Regions from separate parts of the Mus musculus genome. Here regions 1, 2 and 4 are each linked to region 3. The links are chromatin contacts, called in public HiChIP or PLAC-seq maps. All regions are on one chromosome and are shown on one strand. The core of a region is the stretch at or near the end of the contact, and the rest is flanking DNA. Distances in the headings are between cores, read along the strand shown. Region 1 has its middle 170 kb from the start of Gm33236. Region 2 has its middle 150 kb from the start of Gm33236. Region 3 has its middle 49 kb from the start of Gm52008. Region 4 has its middle 83 kb from the start of Gm33236.

Region 1 (4,595 bases), core at 1,788-4,287, 320 kb after region 3:
AGACCCAGCTTCCTCCTGGTTTCTCAGGTTCTACCCCCATTTCTACCCACTATCTGAAAGCCAAGAGGAGATCCAGCAGGCCCTTCCTCCTAAGCTGTGGGCCCAGATTTAGGTCATTTGCCCACACATCAGATCCACTGCAGCAACTGAGACGTTTGCACAAGTCAAGATTTCTCAGTGGCTGTGAGAGGCTCCCAGGGCTACCCTGCCCTCGGGCTGGTGTTTCTCTTACAGCCCAAGTGTGCTCTCTCCTCTCCTATTCAGGGGGCATCTGTCACTTTTATTTTCTCTGCCCAGCATCCATTATTCTCCATCTCATTCCTCTCTGGCTCGCGTCTGCCCGCCACCCCTTTGAACTGTAGTTTCTCAGTCTCTAGCTCTCCGTGGCTGCCTTCCTTATATCCTCAGCCCCGAATGGCAGTGGCTCTATCCCGGACATGTACGCCCCCCAACCCACCCCCACCCCCTGCCACCACCAGTGTTTCTTTCCCATTGCACAAGGCAGAGTCTTTCATGAACACTGACTTGACCTCCACACAATGTTTGCTTTGTCCTGGGAGTTCAGAGCCAAACAGGAACAGGGGCAGGAGTGTTCCTTGTGGCCTTGGCTTGCAGTCTCCAAGCCTCACATTGTTCTGTGTGTCTGAGGGTACAGCTTTGCCGCAGTAGACTAGCACCACCATCAGAAAGCACTGTGGGCTTCTAGGCAGAACCAGAAACTACACATCAGAGAGTCTGAGGACACACAGACAATGGTACTGAGGACATTCGTTGCAAAGAAGTAATGGGCACTGTCCTAGGGCCTGGCAATAGGGGCAAGATGCTATACGTACCACAGTTGCCAGAGAAGCATGGCAGAGACGTGCCAGGAAGCTAGGGATGGCTGTCCTTGTTCTGCCCGGGTGCCAGCTAGAAAATTAAATTATATCTTGATTCTCTACTTGGGAAGAACAACACACAACTTTTTTCCACAAAATATAATTCCAGTAAGTTATGACGGAGTGCACTCTGGCTTTGGCAGTTTTGGTTGGGCTTCCTATGGAGTCCTTGTTAACAACTTCAGGAATATGGTAATGAATGGAGCAGACATGGCCCTGAGTGAATGAGTCTCCCAGTGGGAACCAGATGATGTGGAAAGTGGTGACCTTGCAGTTACAATGGTGATGGTTGCTCAGAGGGGTGTGTGTGTCTGTCTGTGTGTGTGTGTGTGTGTGTGTGTGTGTGTGTGTGTGTATGTCTGTGTGTGTGTGTGTGTGTGTGTGTGTGTGTGTGTATGTCTGTGTGTATGTGTGTGTCTGAGTGGGTGTCTGTGTGGGTGTCTGTGTGTGTGTCTATGCCTGTGTGGGGGGGGGGTGTCTGTGTCTATGTGTCTGTATGTCTGGGTGTGTGTCTGTGTCTATGTACATTTGTGTGTTTATGTCCGTGTGTGTGTCTGTATGTTGCTGTATGTGTTTGTGTCTATTTGTATGTCCCTATGTGTCTCTGTGTGTGTATGTGTGTCTCTCTGTGTGTCTCTGTGTGTGTCTCTGTGTGTGTGTGTCCATCCCAGCACAAGGTCAAAGTTCAGGAATGGATGCTTCAAGGGACCTTGAAGTAGTAACACAGAAGAGAAGGTACACACCATGCCTGTATCAGAAGCTGCATGCAGTCTGTGAGCTGAGTGTGCAGCCTGAAGGCAGGACTGTTCAGGCTGGAGATCTGTGTGCTCAGGAGTCAGGAATGAGAACAGAGAAAATCACAGCTTACTCTGTCTCTCTGAGAGGTCCCCCGCCACTGTGCCAAGCCCGTGTCTTCCCAGAGTTTCTGTGCTGAAGTGTCAGGGTCAGTGGGAAAGTCTGGGGTGTGGCCCTGAAGCACAGACGCGGTGCTGGAGGCTGCTCCCTCAGTGCACAGAGGTAAGACCCTCATGTGAGAAGCTTCAAGCAGCCTTGGCTTTCGTCCTCCTCCTCTCACTAGGTGAGCACACAGAGCTCATATCCGTCAGAGGAAGTGGCAATCAAACGCCATCATGGATACAGCCATAGAACCCTGCGCTGCCAGGACCCTGCGTGCAGTAGGCTCAGTCTTTCTAAGTATGAGGACTAACTCTGTTTCCGTTTTCCTTTTATTAATTTATTATTTATGCTGGGAGCAGACCTGACACATACTAGGACAGGTTCCTTCCGACTGAACTAAATTAACAGTCCTGAATTTCTGTTCTTATGAGTGACCCAGCACTTGGTATTTTGTTACAATAGCACAGACAAGCTAAGATAGAAAGTTCTGAATAGAACACTACCAGCAGCACCAGCCACTACATTTGTACATGACAAAATCAACACAAATACAGGGCCTTCAGGTAATCTCTCTGTGAATGACAAACACACAAATGCTACACGGCACAGGGCATGCGCTTTTGCAGTGTTAGTTACACAGCGCTCAGCAAGCAAAAGATACAGAAGCCAGACCCAGCTCTGTGTCTGCAAGATCTGTTACCATATCTTTCATGGCCAGTTCTCCTGTCTCTGCCATGTCTGTGTGTCTAGTTCCAAACAAAGATGGATAAGTGACTGGAAAGTCGGGCATCTACCACCTCTGGGCCCCACATTCCCTATATCCTATACACATGTGTGCAGAGAAACCCACACCCCCAATGAGGGACAGCCCCAACAGTGCAGCCAGGTTCCTGCTACAGCATGTGTGCTCCAGAGTGTAGCTTGTGACCCTAGCAAACCATTCCCACTGGTTGGGCACAGCAAGGCTCCCCGGCTACTGGGCTGTCAACCTCATGGTACCTGCAAACCTTGCTGAGTGTCCTGTATAGGAGGGGTTTGTTTTGTCTCTGGCTCAGAGTCCTACCACTGAGTGGCCTGGAGCTCCAGTCCCGGGGGAAATTCTCTCTCCCCTTCTCAGGTTTAGCCTTTTTCTTCTTCAGTTATCAAAACATCAAACCTTTGATCCCCTGCCCCATCAGACAAATCCAGCTTAATTGCCTCAGTGGGCCCAGGCACGGAAATCAAAGACCTGTTTAGGGAGGGTGTCTGCCACCTGGCAGGCTTGCCTCCCCAGACCTGGAACACACAAAATCCTCCAGCAATAGGATAAGGGAGAGCCCCGAACCACAGAGAGCAAAGCCTGGCACCCTGCCTGGTGAAGGGAGGGGCCACAGGGGCCTGAGGGGAGGAATCTGGGGACAAGCCTGTCCTGTCTTTGAGGGACAACTAGACAAAGGCAAAGAAATAACAGTTCTTTCTCATTCGATCCTTTAACTAAGGTGATGAGGAAATTATGGGAAGTTTTCGAGAGCTAAGGTAGAAATAAGTAAGAGAAAACAATAATCTGGAAACTGTGGGCCCAAGAAGAATGAACATAAACTATCAATAAATCCATAAAAGGACACAGGCTTCTGACAGCAAGCGAATGGAAATTTAAATGTTGGCATACAGTTTTCACCCCTGGATAGGTAAGTCGCTTTTTAAAAATATAATCTGCAAAGGGCTGGGAAGGAGGTACTTTTGAAATTTATTAGAATAAAAGGTCATTTGGATTTTTCATAAGTTTGAAAGGATGCATTTTTTTAACCTAGAAATAGTTTTTTTTTTAACATTGGGAAAATGCATATGTAATGATGCATGGTGTGCTTCGTGATAATATGGCACAAAATATTCATGTGGAGACTGGGGGTGGGGTGCAGTAGGGGCGGGGTACTCAGTGAACGAAGTGGTCACTGCAAAAGCAGGACAGTGAACTCGGGTCCCCAGAAGTCACAGCCACACAGCCACACAGCCAAGTCACTGCTGAAGTAGACACAGTGTCTACAGCTCCTGTTCTTTCTAGGAGTTCACTGCTCAGCCAGACAATTGGTGTGCGGCTATGAACTCTTGTTATTCTTGCGGATTCTTGCAGAGGACCTGGCTTCAGTTCCCAGCATTCGGGCCACTGCTCACAACCCTCTTTAGGTCCAGTTCTAAGAGATCCACTGCTCTTTCCTTGCCTCTGCATAGTCTAGACATGCAAGCGGTGCACAGACATACATATCATGTAGAACACTCATACATATCATATATATAACATAACAACAACAACAACAATAATAATAATTGAGATCGATCTATAGAGGAAGACACCCAATGTCAACCTCTGGCTTAAACACACACATAAGCAATATAATTATCATATATGTATGTGTGTGTATTATAATTTTTATATATGATAATGTTATTAACATTTGTCAAATATCAAAATTAGAAAGTAGGAGAAGAGTTCTTTACATAACGTTTCATTTTATCTGTGTGTGTGTGTAATGTGTGGGTGTGAATTTGTGCAATGGAGTACGTGCACCTGTGTCTTACATCTGTGGAAGCCAGAAGTCAATGTCACGGTTGGCAGGTCAGCAAGCCCCCAGGAGTCTGTGTCTGTGCTCTTAACATGGGTGTTAGAGGTCCATGATGCCACAGCCAGCTTTTACATAGGTGGTGGGATCTGAACTCAGGACTTCATGCCTGCACAGCAGATAGTTTCCTGGCATGCCCAGCTTCCCAGCCTCCAGGGAATAGCCAACCCTTAACACTTACCAATCAATAAATAACTCCTCTTAACTTATGGAACCTTTTGTC
Region 2 (4,782 bases), core at 1,018-3,517, 340 kb after region 3:
TAGTGACCTCACAGGGCCTTGAGGGGAGCAGGTACATTTGAGCAGCAGTTTTCTTCTAGGGTCCCCCTAGTCACACCAGTGGATCTTTAGAGGAAGGTTTGCCTCCCTCAAACCCTGTCCCTTTCTGGACTCAGCCAAATGTGCCTCTCTGTGCCCACTCGGGTTAGAGGCCCTTTCTGAAGGAAACTTTGGATGTCCTGTGTGTACTCAGGGCTCTTCATTTCTCTGCTGCCAAACACTTGTCACACAGCACTACAGAGATGACAGTGCTCCCAGGTGGGTTCGTAGGGTCCTCCCCTTAAGTGCCCAACACAAGCCTCTGCACAGGGTAAGTACACAAGGTAATGAGTGGATGGGTGAGTGAGTGGGTGAGTGAATGAATGGGTGGGTGAGTGAATGTGTGAGTTAGGATTAGGGTTAGGGTTAGGATTAGGGTTAGTGAGTGAGTGGATGAGTGTGTGAGTGAGTGGGTAGGTGGGTGAATGAGTGTGTGAGTGAGTGTGTAAGTGTGTGAGTGAGTGTGTGAGTGAGTGTGTAAGTGTGTGAGTGGGTGTGTAAGTGGGTGAGTGAGTGGGTGGGTGAGTGGGTGAATGAGTGAGTGGGTGGGTGAGTGTGTAAACGAGTGAGTGTGTGAGTGTATGAGTGAGTGAGTGGGTGGGTGAGTGAGTGAGTGGGTGGGTAGGTGAGTGTGTAAGTGGGTGAGTGAGTGTGTGGGTTAGGGTTAGGGTTAGAGTTAGGGTTAGGGTTAGTGAGTGAGTGGATGAGTCTGTGAGTGAGTGGGTGGGTGGGTGAATGAGTGGGTGAGTGGGTGAGTGAATATGTGAGTGTGTGAGTTAGTGTGTAAGTGGGTGAGTGAATGGGTGGGTGAGTGGGTGGGTGAGTGGGTGAATGAGTGAGTGGGTGGTTGAGTGGGTGGGTGAGTGTATAAACGAGTGAGTGTGTGAGTGAGTGAGTGGGTGGATGAGTGAGTGAGTGGGTAGGTGAGTGAGTGTGTAAGTGGGTGAGTGAGTGTGTAAGTGGGTGAGTGAGTGGGTGAGTGAGTGGATGGGTGAGTGGGTGAATGAATGAATGAGTGGGTGAGTGAAGTTTCTTCAGGATTGGAACACTGTTGCCTAATTCAGGAGCTGAAGTTTGTTTGGAAACATTTGTGAATGTAACCAGGCCACCCCATTTGGTTGTCTCTAGGGAGTTTCCTTTTACTTTGCCCCCTCCTGCAAGCCTCGGGGCTTGGGGGCCTGGGGACTGTCCCCCCCCCCCCACACACACACACAGTTGCTTCATCCCTGCCTCCAAGGTCTCACTGCATTTTTTTTTGTGGCATGAATAAATGAGCTGGTGATTGTGTGAATGTCACTTCTCTAGTTCCTTCCTGCAAAAAGCCTCAGGGTCTAAGGACCTTAAAAGTATCACAAGAGAATGTCACCTTCCAGGAGACTGTGAACAACTTGAAAAAATAGCTACATGGACAGAGAAGTCCATCCCAGCACCACAAGCCATCACTGAAATCTATGCTATGCCAGGCTAAAATGAATGTGCCAGGGTGGTTCCCAAAGCTGTGGGACAGAACCGGAGTGAACCAACCCCTCGCACTGGACGTTAACCCTGGAACCTCGAGGTCCTCACCAAGGACCCTTCAGTCTGAAGGAAATGTATCTACAATGTGGGAATGGCATTTGGCCCAAACCTCCTTACAGTTCACCTTTATGTGACACCCAAGGACAGTGCTTAACCTAGGACGGGTTACTTAAAGCTCTGAGATTCCACTCCCACATCTGTAGTCATGGTTGTCAGGGTAAAGATTAATGTGGTCAATGTGATAAGATCTAGAACCAGCCAGGAGACAGAGCTGTGAATGTGATTATGAAAGAGTTTCTAGATTGGGTCATTGAGATGGGAAGGTCCACCCTACATGTGGGCGGCATCTTTTCATGGGCTTGGGTCCTGGACTGAAAAGAAGGAGGGAGGGAGGAGGGAAGAGGGAGGGGAGCAGGGGAGGAGAGGCAGAGCGTTTGTCTGTTTCCCTGATAGCTAGTTCAGTAGGACCAGCTGCTTGGACGTTCCCAGCCTGACAGTTGTACCCTCAAACTGTGAGCTCACATAAACCCTTTGTTCCTGCCTTCCTTAAGCTGCTGTCTCTGATATTTTGTCACAGTGATGCAAAGGAAACTGATACATTGAGATTAACGACTGGGTGTGTGTCAGTGAGGTGACCATTCGGGACCACAATCAAGACAGGGTTCTTAGAATACGTCAACATATTCAAACTGGTTTGTCTTCTTCACAGCAAGACAATTCTAAGGCTTAGTGGCATGACTCAATTCAGCATGCATGGGGTCTTAGATTCCATCTTCAGCACTACAAAAAAAAATGAAAATGTGACAGCTGTACATGCTAGCTGCTTCATTTATTTACTGCAAACTTTTGCACAGATCCATGTAGTATCGTTATTTCAACTTTTGAGGGAGGGGACAAGGGAGCCAGAGGGAGGGTTCAGCCATCCACCTCGATCCCACACAGTTTGCAGCTTACTTGGCAGCCAACCTCGGGCTAGGCCATGACTTGGTGTTCCTATAGCTAGTGACAGAGGGGAGACATGAATGAGGGTTTAGCTGAAGCAAAACCTCAGAGACCATGCTGAACAGTTCCAATCTCATTGTTCCACCAGAAAAACATAGACAGTAATTGTCACAAAATGATCGGTAATTGTAGCTTGCAATGTACATATTCAACAGCAATCAATGAACTAGAATACAAATATAAATATGCCTGTAAGGAGCTCCCCGCTTAGTATGGAAGGCGGAGCATGGTAATAAATGGCTGTGTGAGAGAGGGTGAAAGGTCATGTTCAGAACCCAGTGGCATTGGCAATGAGCGATGAGCCTAAATGGGCTGTCCAGAATAGACTTGGGAGACCCCAAAGGGAAAGTGGGTGTCAATGAGTCCAAGAGAAGAACAATGAGTGGCTGGCGAGTGATTGGGTGGGAGAGAAAGAGGAGGATGCTTAAAGAGTTCAAGACAGTCAGCTGGCAGAGGACTTTGAATGGCCACACCTGAGCTCTACAGTAAATGTGCGGAGGCCAGCTCAGAACTGGGAAGTCACAGAGTATGGCATGTGGCAGGCTGGGGCAGGAGATCTTATCACACACCGCAGAGGTAGAGGTGCAGGCTTAGACTAAGCCTCCTGCTGAGCTAAGACCCAGGGAGGAAGGAAGCCAAGGGCCTGTTGAAAGTCAGGAGGTGTAAGAGAGACAACAGCCAGTGCTGAGATCTGTCTGCTGATTATAATGAGGCTCTGAAGAGCCCCTTGTCTACCTGGAGTGGACTCAGCCACCCGGTGTTTCTCCACGGCAGTGTGTTCTCAGAGCTATTCTGGGAAATTGGATTTATAGCAGCTGGAGCCTGTAAGCAGCCTGCAGTGGAGTGGCACCAAGAGCTGGGGGGTGGGGTGCAGGGGACTGGCAACTAGAACTGCCAGAGGCTGCCCAGTAGGAAAATCTCCCTGCAGGTCCAAGTGCGGTATCTACCTACTGGTTCATTCACTTGTGCATCCAAACATTCAGCATTCCTTTAGTCAGTGGCTATGCATTCTATCTATCCATCTGCCATCCATCCATCCATTCATCCATCTAACCAACTGCCATCCATTCATCTATCCGTTCATCTATCCATTTGCCATTCATCCATTCATCCATCTATCCATTTGCCATCCAATCATCCACCAGTTTGTCCAGTCATCCATGCATCTCTACTCATCCTGCATCCATCCAGTAATCTATCCAACTATTCATCTATTATCCATCCACTTATTCTCCCATCTATCATCTATGAATCCATGCTTCCACTCATTCTTCATCTATCATCCAGCCATCCATTCATCTATTCACTCATTCACCCTTTCCTGAACTCACAGGAGCAATCCAATCTTCTTTCAATACCTCAACTGTTCACATGTAGCATGAATCTTACCCTTCATCTACTAGCCCAACTATGTGACCACAGGACTTGGTAGCTAGCAATTCAGCTGTTTGCTCTCCAACCCTTACTGTGGATAGGCAACCTGGTACCAATTTTACTGTACTTGGCCCCCTTGGTCTGTCAAAAGAGATGATATCATGCTTGATTTTGACTACTGAGCATTTAATAGGATGCTAGGTATGACGTCCGTGGCGGGTGTCAGCAAGAGTCAGGTCATTAGCCAAAGGTCCATCTACACATGCTCTCTCCTGCATCAGTCGTTAGGAGTGCATTGCTCCCTGAGGCTCAAAAGCAGCAGGAAGCATGCAGCTGGGTTGTCAATGTGAGCCTGAGTGGGGATGGGGAGGGTGGTGGTAAGTAGGTACAGAAATGAAGACAGGGAGACCTGCTTGGACGTCAAGGAAGTGGTACTGACTGAAGGCAGTGAACGTGCTTGGAGACAGGGTGAGGAATACCAGCTCTCATTCTGTGTGATGTTCACCTGACTCCAGAGTATAAGAATGGACATGGAGCTCCAAGACACAGACATATAAGGGATGCGGGGTGTCCTTTGCCTATTGTAATACAGCAAGTACCCACTCCCCCCAAAAAAAACCTAGATTTAGCTTAAAATAACAATTTATTTGTTCTCATAATAGCAATGGGAGCTGGGCCAAGCAGGTCGGGGCTCAAATACCTTCCCCGGGTTTGTCCTTACTGTAGTGTCCATGTGACAGCTTGGATTAGATGGTACTGGTCCAGCCAGAAGAGCCCTCACATGTACATGGGGTGCCTTAGCTGTGGGAATGGGCCAAGAGGGTGTATGGA
Region 3 (4,612 bases), core at 941-3,440:
AAAAGAAAAGGAAAGAAAAGAAGAGGAGAGGCGAGGCGAGGAGAAGAGAGACCTCTCCTTCACACTTAGCCTTGCTAACTTGAATTCCCTGTAAGAATGAAAAGACAGCTTAAAGCATATGGAAACGAGAGGGTGGTTTAGTGCTGATGCATTCTTGTTTGTGTGTGTTTGTGTGTACACATTCTTATATGTGTGGTGTGCCTCTCTGTGTTTCCTGATTTTAGTATATGAAGCATCTCTGGTCACTTGAATCCTCCTGAGTGGGTCCCTTAGCCCAACCTGGGGTAGTTATTCTTGGCACCTGTGGATGGGGGCAGCTGTCAGATTGCTGTGTCTTCTCTGTGGAACCAAAGTGACCAAGTCACCTGCAAAGCTCCACTTTGGCATCAGCAATCACCTCCCAGCAAGGAAGGGTTCCTAGGGCCTTAGCATCAAGCAAACTATTCCAAACAAGAACTGGGAAGAGCTAAGAGTCCCCTCCTGATTCAAGTTTCCTTCCACATTAACAAAGGAGCGGCCAGGCTGTGCTCTGCTTCCTCCGAGCTCTGTCCTATGTCACAAAGCATTTCTCAAATGCTCAGAGTTCAGTAAAACCTCAAGCGTATTGGGCTCAGGCCTCCATCTCATCCTGGGATTGAAAGAATCCTGCAGACTGATTAAAATTATATCCACATGTTCTTGATCTGCTAACAACCAGATCGTCAAAATATTATTTTTAGGGCTTTTTGATGTCTAGGAAACCTTTTAAGGTCTTTTAAATATGGTTTTAAAAGCCTCTTTTTCCTTAAAAGATGGAAACTTCGCTTGCTACATGTAAAGAAACCAGTGGAACTGAGTTGCTTAAGTCTAGAAATGCCACAGCGTTTGACAAGGGCTTAGAAACAATGCACTTTCATCAAACACTATGGCAACCTGAAACAGACAAAATAGCCCTCCATCCCGCATCTAAGGATGCTATTCCTCCCAAACCAGTGGTTATGGTCCAAGGGGAAAGGTAGAGAAAGGCATTTATTGGTACCCTGGGCATGGTGCCTGACGCTTCAAACTCAGACCCTTTTACTCTTCGCACCCGATGACATGTCAGATGACTTTGATATTGCAAAGTGGATTCTTCAGACATCAAAGTGTCCCCACCACGGAACTGTGACACCTCTGTACTTATAGTTATAAAACAGCTATAGCCACCCAACAGCACTGGGGATTCTCAAATCTCTTTGGAGCCTGGCACATGGGCCAGGGTCTCACCTAGGAGAAATGAGCACACAGACTCCACCCAGCCCCATCCCGTCAGGCATTGCACCTTATGTTTGGCCTCAGCAAGTTCAGCCCAAGTCACTGAGAGAGTAAAACAGAGCCAACAGGGATTCAGACGTCTTGCGACAGGCCAGGCGACAAAGGCTTTCATCCTAGCAGTGGTCAGCAAGTGTGTCAGAGGCGAGTCCCATGGTCATCCACCAACATCTGAAACTGCTAATTGGCTCGCTCAGTCACATCTCAACTAGATAAACTAAAGACACTTCACAGTTCCAGCCTTCCTTTTTTTTTTTTTTTTTTGTATCTCGAGAGGTCACTATACCCACGGTGCCTGTGGGCTAGTGAATGACATAGTCCAAATATAAATTACCTTAGCTGCAGAAAGTTCCAGAGAGCAGCACAGAGCCCTCCTGCTCTCGCTGTTTTAAAACAGTCATCTACAGAAATCCACCACCCTTTGCCTCTGCATCCTGCAAAAAAAAAAAAAAAAGCTGCTATCCAGACTGCCATCTGGGTCCTGGTGTCTGCATCCCGTTCCCTTCCTAACATGACCCTTGATAACAGTTGCTATAAGACCTGATGGTTGTCTTCCCTGGCACTTCCTCAGCTCCCAGAGGCAGCTTCACACTCTGCCCCCACTGTTTCCCCTCCCTGACTGCAGATTTTGAGGGGGGAAGTTTGGGGGAGGAGGGCAAAGACCTGAGAATGGTAGGCCACAGCAGGGTGAACAGGAGCCTGCCAGGGAGGCAGACATCTGTGCCCAGACAGATAGAGTTTCACTGATAGGATCTCTCTTACTATCCTTGTGAGAGATAAACAATTTGCCAAAGCAGCTTGCAGGGGAGGAAGTGCCCCCGCTGAGAAAGTGGCACTCCGAGGCCAGCAGCTCACCCCTGCGGTCACAGACCCAAGGCTTAGGGAGGGAAGGGGGAGGAGGCCACCCAGGCTTCACACAGGTGACAAGATTGATAGGGCCCACGCCTCCTCGGCTGGTATCAGAGAGAGGAGCATGAGCCGGCTCTGGAGGGGGATCAGCCCCTGTGAGAAGTGAGACAAAAAAGGGACCAAAGGCAAGTGAATCTAGACAGCGCTTCTAGAGGGGTCTCCTTATACATCACAGGGCACAGCCCTTGAGATGTTTGCATACACCGTACAGCTCCCGAGGTTGCCCACAGCTCCTCCAAAATGCAGCTATGCCTTCATCAAAACAGGACATCTGTCAGAACACTCGCCCGGCCAGAGTCAATGGATTGTTCTTCCAGGAATTAGATTTCTGGAGGAGGAATAGGTGGATAGCAACTCAGTTCTGACCAATGGCTTCTCAGTATTTTCTCAGTACCCATAAGGACTGATTCCAGGAAGTCCTCGGGTCCCTCATACAAAATGACACATTTGCATATAACCTACATACATCCTGCTTGGCCCTGCAATCAGCCCTGGCCTTACCTATAGTCAGGAATGGATATACGTGATATTCTAATGACGGATGGTTGTTTAGGGCACAGTGTCAATGAGCAGGGAAGGGGCTTGCTCAGTGTATACCTTCATGGGTAGCAAGCCCGCAGAAGTGGCTGCCCAGGGAACCAGAAAGAGAGGTCAGGGGCCAGTGAGGGAGGAAGAGAATGCAAGGCTGTGGGTGTGAAATGTCCTCTCATTAAGATTTTTGTCTCCCGGGAACAATTTCTCAGCAGGGTAATGGCCTGCAATTCTCATTTGCATTCTTGGTAAGATTGCAAACAAAATATGTGAGATGCCTTGTTCCACCAGAATGTCAGAAAACCAAGAGCTTGTGTTTTTTTCTTAGTTATCTCACATCATGTTTGGGACATTGTAGCGTACTTAAAAATGTATTGCCCCTCTGGAACACACAGTCACCAGGTAACTTGTATTTTATATAGCAGTGCTTATATAGGAAGCAGTAAGGAATAGCTGGCCTTTGGGCTTGTTATTAATCTGTGTGCATTTGAGCAGTTTAACTGAGTGACTCAATTAGATTTGGGGCAGACGTGCGGTTAACAGGACAGGCCCACTCTGCTTGCTGTCTTCCCCTAGCCCCCATTCCTTCTGTAGACATCCACGCCAGGGACCACACACTGGCTAAGCCAAATACACAGGACAGAATCCCAAAGACAGCCAGTGACGCCTATCCCTCGTGAATTGGAGATGGTGGATGGACTTGGATCTCACGCTGCATGCATTGTAACTGATCAAACAAACAGATTGCCAAGCATCAGCAAGTGATAAGAGTCTCAGCCACTCCTGGTTCTCTTCATTTGGGCTCACACCTAGAGGCACAAAAGGCTCTTCTGACTCAGGACAAACCAGTGTCAATTCCTGAAACAATTTTGCAGAGAGCTGGAGAGATAGATCGGCAGCTAAGCATTGACTGCTCTTCTTGAGGACCAGGGTTCATCCAATTCCCAGCACCTGCATGGTGGCTCACAACCATCAGTAACACTACTTCCAGGGCATCCAAAGTCCTCTTCTGGTTTCCTTAGGCACCCGCCATGTATGGTGCACACACATACAGGCAAGCGAGTCACCCATACAGGTGAAACAGTAACAAAATGTAAACCAGTTTTGATGGGGACGAGGAATCAGCATGTCCTGGCCCTTGAGTCTTTTACTCATTTGTGCTTGGTAACTGCATTTCTTTCTTTGATCAGAATTTCAACATTTTTCTCTACTGATACATCTGGTAAAGACATCTTTTTATCTTTACCAAGCACTTTCCCTAAAATCAGGACAATCCGAGTAATCTATTTCTCTCTCTGTCTCTCTCTGTCTCTGTCTCTCTCTGTCTCTGTCTCTGTCTCTGTCTCTGTCTCTGTCTCTGTCTGTCTGTCTCTCTTTCCATATGTTCCTTTGTCAAAGTTTCTGCTCAGGATGAGTGTACAAAGGATCCTCCAACACAAGAAGTGTTTAAAAGCGCATGTTTCTCCCCCCCCCCCAAGAATTGTAACAAAAATTTCTGTTTGTAACAGTGTGCTGGTAGGATTAGCCTTTGTGATGCCCACTTTTCAGGCATTGTTAGCTCTCATAAAGAGCTTTCAGTTCCCAAGAGGGGCCACCATGACACAACACCAAGGACAGGCTGTTGTTAAGAGTGGCCTTCTCCGTGACATGTTGCTTCGCTTCCCTGGGGGAGTTTGGATTCTAGACAGTCACCTTGCTTGACTGGGGAGGTGATGAACCACTCATTATTTAAAAGTTTGGAAGTCACAAGAACTACTGTATCTTACCAGATTGGATTGGCTTTTTGGCTCCTTTGATTAATAATTCATGAATCCGAGGCTGTGCGAGTAGGGTGAGCGTTAACCTGTTACTGCAGGAGTGAAGGGGATGAATGCTAACAGGC
Region 4 (4,886 bases), core at 845-3,344, 410 kb after region 3:
CCCTCAAGGCCCAGCACTGAAGAGGCAGATGTGGAGAAATATGGACTAGGAATTGCAGGTGACCAGGGAGGATCCCTCAAATCACTGTAGATTTATAGCATCTATATATCCTTACCCCAAGACTCTTAGATGAACCTCCTGAGGTCCAGCAGCAGTGACTCCATCCCTGGGATCACAAGTACCCTTCTTTCTAGGATCTGCTTCCACTGATGATGTCTGAAGCTGCCATCGTCACATGCTTGCAGGTTTCATGTTAGTAGACCTGAATATTGCTTCCCTATTGCCACACACATATTCAGAGAAGCAGTAGACAGAGCTATTCAGGAATCTTTTTGCTCAGTACCTGAAATTGAACCCAGGTCCTTAAGTATGCCAGGCTACCACCGAGCTGTATTCCCAGCCTGACCCAACCTTTTTTTGGACACTTTTTATCTTGAGATGGAGTGTCATCAGTTTGCCCACACTGCCTTGAATTTGTGATCCTTTCTTTTCTGCCCCTCAAAATAGCTGGAATTACAGGTCTGTGTAGGCAGGCCAAACCAGAATAGCCTATCGACCATAACGAATGGAAGTAGCTCTCATTGTTTTGTGTATGGTGGAGGGGACCCCATCCACCTCTCTCTACATGCTGTAAATGAGACAGATGTTCTAGAAGCTGCCGTGTCTAAAATAGGAGGGATAGTCGGCTCATCTTCTTTTACATTATAGGAAAACCTCACAGATTCAGTCAACGAGAGGAAAGGAGATTAACTAGGGGAAACACAGATTGCTGTGGACATTAGCGCTGGAAGGAGCTCCGTGATAGAGGGGCTCTGGGATAAAATAACCTTGGAGATGTTGCCGATGCAGCATCCTCTCAGGGCTCCAAACACGCATCTGTGCACAGCAGGCTAAGAAGAGGCCTGCTGTAAGACACTGACCTTACTTTTTTAAGCCTCATATTTACAAAACACTCATCATCAAAGCCTCTTTAATAGACTAACTAAGGACGTGCAAGAAGGAGCGCATGGGGCCCTCATTAAGGAATCACAATTTTTCTCAAAAGACCAAATCATGCTAAATGGGTCCTTACTAATCCCAGACAGCACACAAGGAGAACCCTCTGCCCGTAATAGCCAAAAACGTCCTTTGACCAACTATATTAATGGAATTGCAACCCAAAATGGGCTTCTCTTGCTTCATAGAGGACCATAAATAAAATCATTTTTCACACTTCAGAATTCTTGGAAATACCACTTAGTGGAGGGTCTACTAGAGAGCGTTTAATAAGCCTCCCTTTAAAGATTTGTTTTTGGTTTGTGTGTGTGTGCGTGCATGTGTGTGTGTGTGTGTGTGTGTGTGTGTGTGTGTGTGTGTGTGTGTAGGTGTGTCACATGTAGGTGGTTACCCACAGAGTCTAGACTCCTGAATCTGGAGTTGCAAGTGTTTGCAAGCTGCTGGGCTTGGGTGGCGGCAACTAAACCTGGGGACCCTGGAAGAGCAGCAAGTGCCCTTAAGTGCTCAGTCTTCTCTTCATATTTTAAAAAGACTTCTAAGAAATGGGTTTCGGTGATTGATGTGAGTTGGAATACTAATTCTAACTTCACTCAGTTCCTCATCCATTCTGTAAACTAGAAACAATATCAACTGCAGTAGGATAGAAACATTTGGCCATTCAGTAAGTGTGTATTTCCATTTTCTGTGGTCACAGCATCCACCTAGTGCTGGAGTCTGCTTCAATACAGCCATTAATGTCACCCTGGGAAATAATAGCAATAAGCTATAAAAGAAACTTTGCCTCTGAGACCCAAATATCTTACACATTACAATTCCAGGTGACAGTTCCCAGCACTTTCAAGCTAGGAAAACATCTTACAGGTCATGTAATTAGAGCATCTCGATTTGGGAAGTATAGAGACAGGCCAAGAGACAACCCAAGGTTTGCCAGAGACCAGAGGCTGATGGCATCTAGAGCTGGGTCCCTCTAGCTGCTCACTCTTTGGTTCCACAGGACGTGATACCTGTGGAGAGAAAAGGAAGCCACAGAGCTAGCTGGTGAGACACTCTGGATTTACAAGAGGGAGAATTTCAAAACTTCACCTTTCTTGGTGCAAATCTTAAAACACTAAGGAAGGAAGCCTGGCCACATCCTGCCAGTCCCTAACGTCACAGGACCCTCTCCAGCCTCTCTGAGTGAATGATGTTCAGCAGTGTCTGGAATGGGCCACAAAGAGAATGAACGTTTGCTCAGTAGCAAATACCTCTGTCACTTATCTGTCTTCTTGTCTGGAAGGCTGGGCCAGGAGTTGTCAGCGCCCCTCTTTAGGAGGGGCACACGCTTGGGGTGTCTCTGTCACCTGGAAAGCAAGCTCCAGCCCCACCATGTGTGCATGTGAGATGTCTCTGTGTATTTTTAGAAGAGTTTCTTATTTTTTTAGGACAGAGACAGACAAAATATTTTTACTGTACAGCAGGCCCTGTTTTGTGTTGAAGTGTGGGGAAGGAAGAGAGTGAGGTGGCTTAAGAGCCGAGCGTGGATGAAAATGACAAATGTCTTCTTAGGCAGGGAGAGCAAGTGTTCTGTACTCACAAGGTCCAGTGAGCCTCCAGCTGACCCCTCTGGACCTCCATCTGCACAGTAGTGAGAATGCTGGGAAAGAGTCCTGAAAATGAGGCTCAAGGACAAGAGATCTCAACAAGGGACACAGGAAAGCCACATGAGGTGGGATGACAGGGAGAGTTCCAAGAATGGAAGTTGAAAAGGACCCTGTCTCGGCAGATGACAGCCTTCAGAGCAGGATCTCAGTTGAGGATGGAGACCTATGAACAAAGGCAGTTTGACATGTGATCCCGTCTCTCCCCATCAGTTCTGCTGGTGGGTGCGGTTCAAATGATAGGTCGAACCCTGTGAGTTGGCACTATTACTGGATTGCACAGACGAGGAAACTGTGAATTAGGGGAGCAGAGAGTCACCTAATTCATGAGCAATGAAGGTAGGATCTGAATGTGTGTCTTCCCTGGCCACCTCTGTGGGACTTTCCACATATGTATGCTAAAGATGTGATGTAGGGCCAGTGCTAAGAGGAGGGAGGGAGAGCTGAAGGCTTGGTGGGAAGATGGATGTGAGCAAGGTCTGAGGTGGGATTCAGAAAGTTAGGCTCATTGAGCAATGAATTTAGGCTTCGTGGCCTTTTCTGTTTTCCTTTATTTAAACCTTGGTTGATTTTTCTCAACTTAAATATGGAGAAATAGCATCAGCCTGAGGGTTTAAAAACCAGCTGTGAGATGGATTTAGACACTAATTCTTCTGACCAGAAGAGAGGTAGGGAGTCCCTAAAAGGCTACCAAATCAGAGAAGAACAGCTAAAGGTCTGAGCAGGTAAGGAAAGGAACACTGGAGTCAATGTTACAGATTCTTCAAGATGCAGGACTGGGCAGGGAGATCCAGCGGCTGCCGGGTGGGGTATCTAAGGGAGTTTGCCAATGTCTCAAATGAAGCTGATCATTTTCTAAGCCTCTGTCCTCAAAGACCTTTCTTCCCAGAGCCCAGTGGTAGGAGCGGGCAGCTAACTGACCGCCAGTAGGAACTAGAAGATAGCTGGGACTGGATAGTATGTGGCAAAGCAAGAGAAGACAGGAGGACTCAGCCAGGCCACACATGCAGGGACACAGCAGATGTTTGCATGCTGGCTGTGGACCACCCTTGTGAAAGGAAATGTCCAGAGGAGGTATGATGCCAACAGAGCATGTGGTATCACAAGGGGCAATGCCTAGTGTTTTCCACTGCTTTGTAGTTCTTCCAGATCCCGTGGGTGAGCAGAGCCATCATTCTTGTTCCTGGACGATAGAAAGCAATACTATAAGACAATGTGGGAGAGACAGACAAAGACATGTCCCGCTCTGCTGTGTCCTGGCCACTTCCCAGCAGAGCCCTTGGAAAATGTCTATACTCCATTCAGTTCCCTTGTCTGTAAGACAGGGGTGATAATGGCACTGTGGTGGGAGGAAGGGGGTGTTAGCAAATCTGAGATGAGTCTCTGACCCCTGGAATGCTACCCATGTCTCTAGGGCTGCTACTTGCAGTCAGCAGATAAGAGAAGAGCCACACTGATTGTGTACAGAGAGAGTTAATGAAAACACCAAGTACTCGAGTTTCTTCCCCTGGAAAAATGAAGCTACATGTCCTTCCCAACTTCTACAAAGACCAGAATGAGATGAATTATCTTAGAGTACTTTACCAAACCAGATGTCCCCATCTGGTTAAAGGGTGACAGTAAGGTGCCTGAAGGGAGCTGCCCTTTAGGGGTCCTGGAGCAAAGTCACTCAAGAAAGAAGCTGGGAAATGAGGTTTGCATCAACAGGACTCTGTTTCTAGAACTTTCCACTATGTCAACTACCCTCGGGTGAACATGCTACCTGCTGTGTACAGAAAGTTGGAAGTATCTCTCAAGTCATATCATCACTAATGGTGTCTGATTTGACAGTCTCTGCCTCCCATGCTCCACCAGGATCTAAGCAGCTGTTCAGGAGGACAGTGGGAAAATTATCGAAGGTAAAGAGAACCTTTCAAGCTAGTTAGAGTTCAAAAAAGAATGCCTCGGCTTCTCCACCTGCCTCCTTCATCCCTGTCACTTTGGATAAGAAGGTTTTTACTGTCAGGGAGGCTTAGGCTTATGTCAGAAGACTTTACCAAGCAGACTAATCTATGTGGCAGAGCCCTTGGGGTTGGATAGACAGGGCTACTCACGCTGACAGTGGGAGAGTATTCTTTGAGGTAAATTCATACTTGTGAAGTGACCATGTGAGATCTGGGTGTCCAACCACACAGTAAGGTTGGTGAAGGTTGAGTGAACTAGGGTATCCTAGGTTCCATGCCAAACCCTTCATTACCTCACCCTTCCCGAATG

The links. HiChIP or PLAC-seq counts read pairs in DNA pulled down with a chosen protein or histone mark.
Region 1: a contact with region 3 is called in an H3K27ac HiChIP or PLAC-seq map of T-cell acute lymphoblastic leukemia, with 2.9 times the contacts expected there. The contact joins two enhancer-like sites. A contact is called at or near these places in 2 of 115 datasets of contacts at active chromatin or transcription factors (the SCID.adh cell line and T-cell acute lymphoblastic leukemia).
Region 2: an H3K4me3 HiChIP or PLAC-seq map of the SCID.adh cell line shows a contact between it and region 3, with 9 read pairs. The contact joins two enhancer-like sites. A contact is called at or near these places in 3 of 115 datasets of contacts at active chromatin or transcription factors (CD8 T cells, the SCID.adh cell line and acute myeloid leukemia).
Region 4: an H3K27ac HiChIP or PLAC-seq map of T-cell acute lymphoblastic leukemia shows a contact between it and region 3, with 2.9 times the contacts expected there. The contact joins two enhancer-like sites. A contact is called at or near these places in 1 of 484 Hi-C or Micro-C datasets (DN3 thymocytes) and 2 of 115 datasets of contacts at active chromatin or transcription factors (T-cell acute lymphoblastic leukemia and acute myeloid leukemia).

The regions. Positions count from the first base shown.
Region 1 is chr12:107,476,519-107,481,113 of GRCm38.p6, forward strand. No RefSeq gene overlaps it. Among named protein-coding and RNA genes, the nearest start is that of Gm33236, 170 kb to the right of the region's middle. Within about 2 kb of position 3,038, at least 3 of the 459 cell types and tissues checked have an H3K27ac peak or open chromatin away from gene starts, as enhancers often do. A contact at or near this core is called in the SCID.adh cell line and T-cell acute lymphoblastic leukemia, where this site is marked.
Region 2 is chr12:107,493,959-107,498,740 of GRCm38.p6, forward strand. No RefSeq gene overlaps it. Among named protein-coding and RNA genes, the nearest start is that of Gm33236, 150 kb to the right of the region's middle. Within about 2 kb of position 2,268, at least 15 of the 459 cell types and tissues checked have an H3K27ac peak or open chromatin away from gene starts, as enhancers often do. A contact at or near this core is called in the SCID.adh cell line, where this site is marked.
Region 3 is chr12:107,158,176-107,162,787 of GRCm38.p6, forward strand. No RefSeq gene overlaps it. Among named protein-coding and RNA genes, the nearest start is that of Gm52008, 49 kb to the left of the region's middle. Within about 2 kb of position 2,191, at least 50 of the 459 cell types and tissues checked have an H3K27ac peak or open chromatin away from gene starts, as enhancers often do. A contact at or near this core is called in DN3 thymocytes, the SCID.adh cell line and T-cell acute lymphoblastic leukemia, where this site is marked.
Region 4 is chr12:107,564,522-107,569,407 of GRCm38.p6, forward strand. No RefSeq gene overlaps it. Among named protein-coding and RNA genes, the nearest start is that of Gm33236, 83 kb to the right of the region's middle. Within about 2 kb of position 2,095, at least 16 of the 459 cell types and tissues checked have an H3K27ac peak or open chromatin away from gene starts, as enhancers often do. A contact at or near this core is called in DN3 thymocytes and T-cell acute lymphoblastic leukemia, where this site is marked.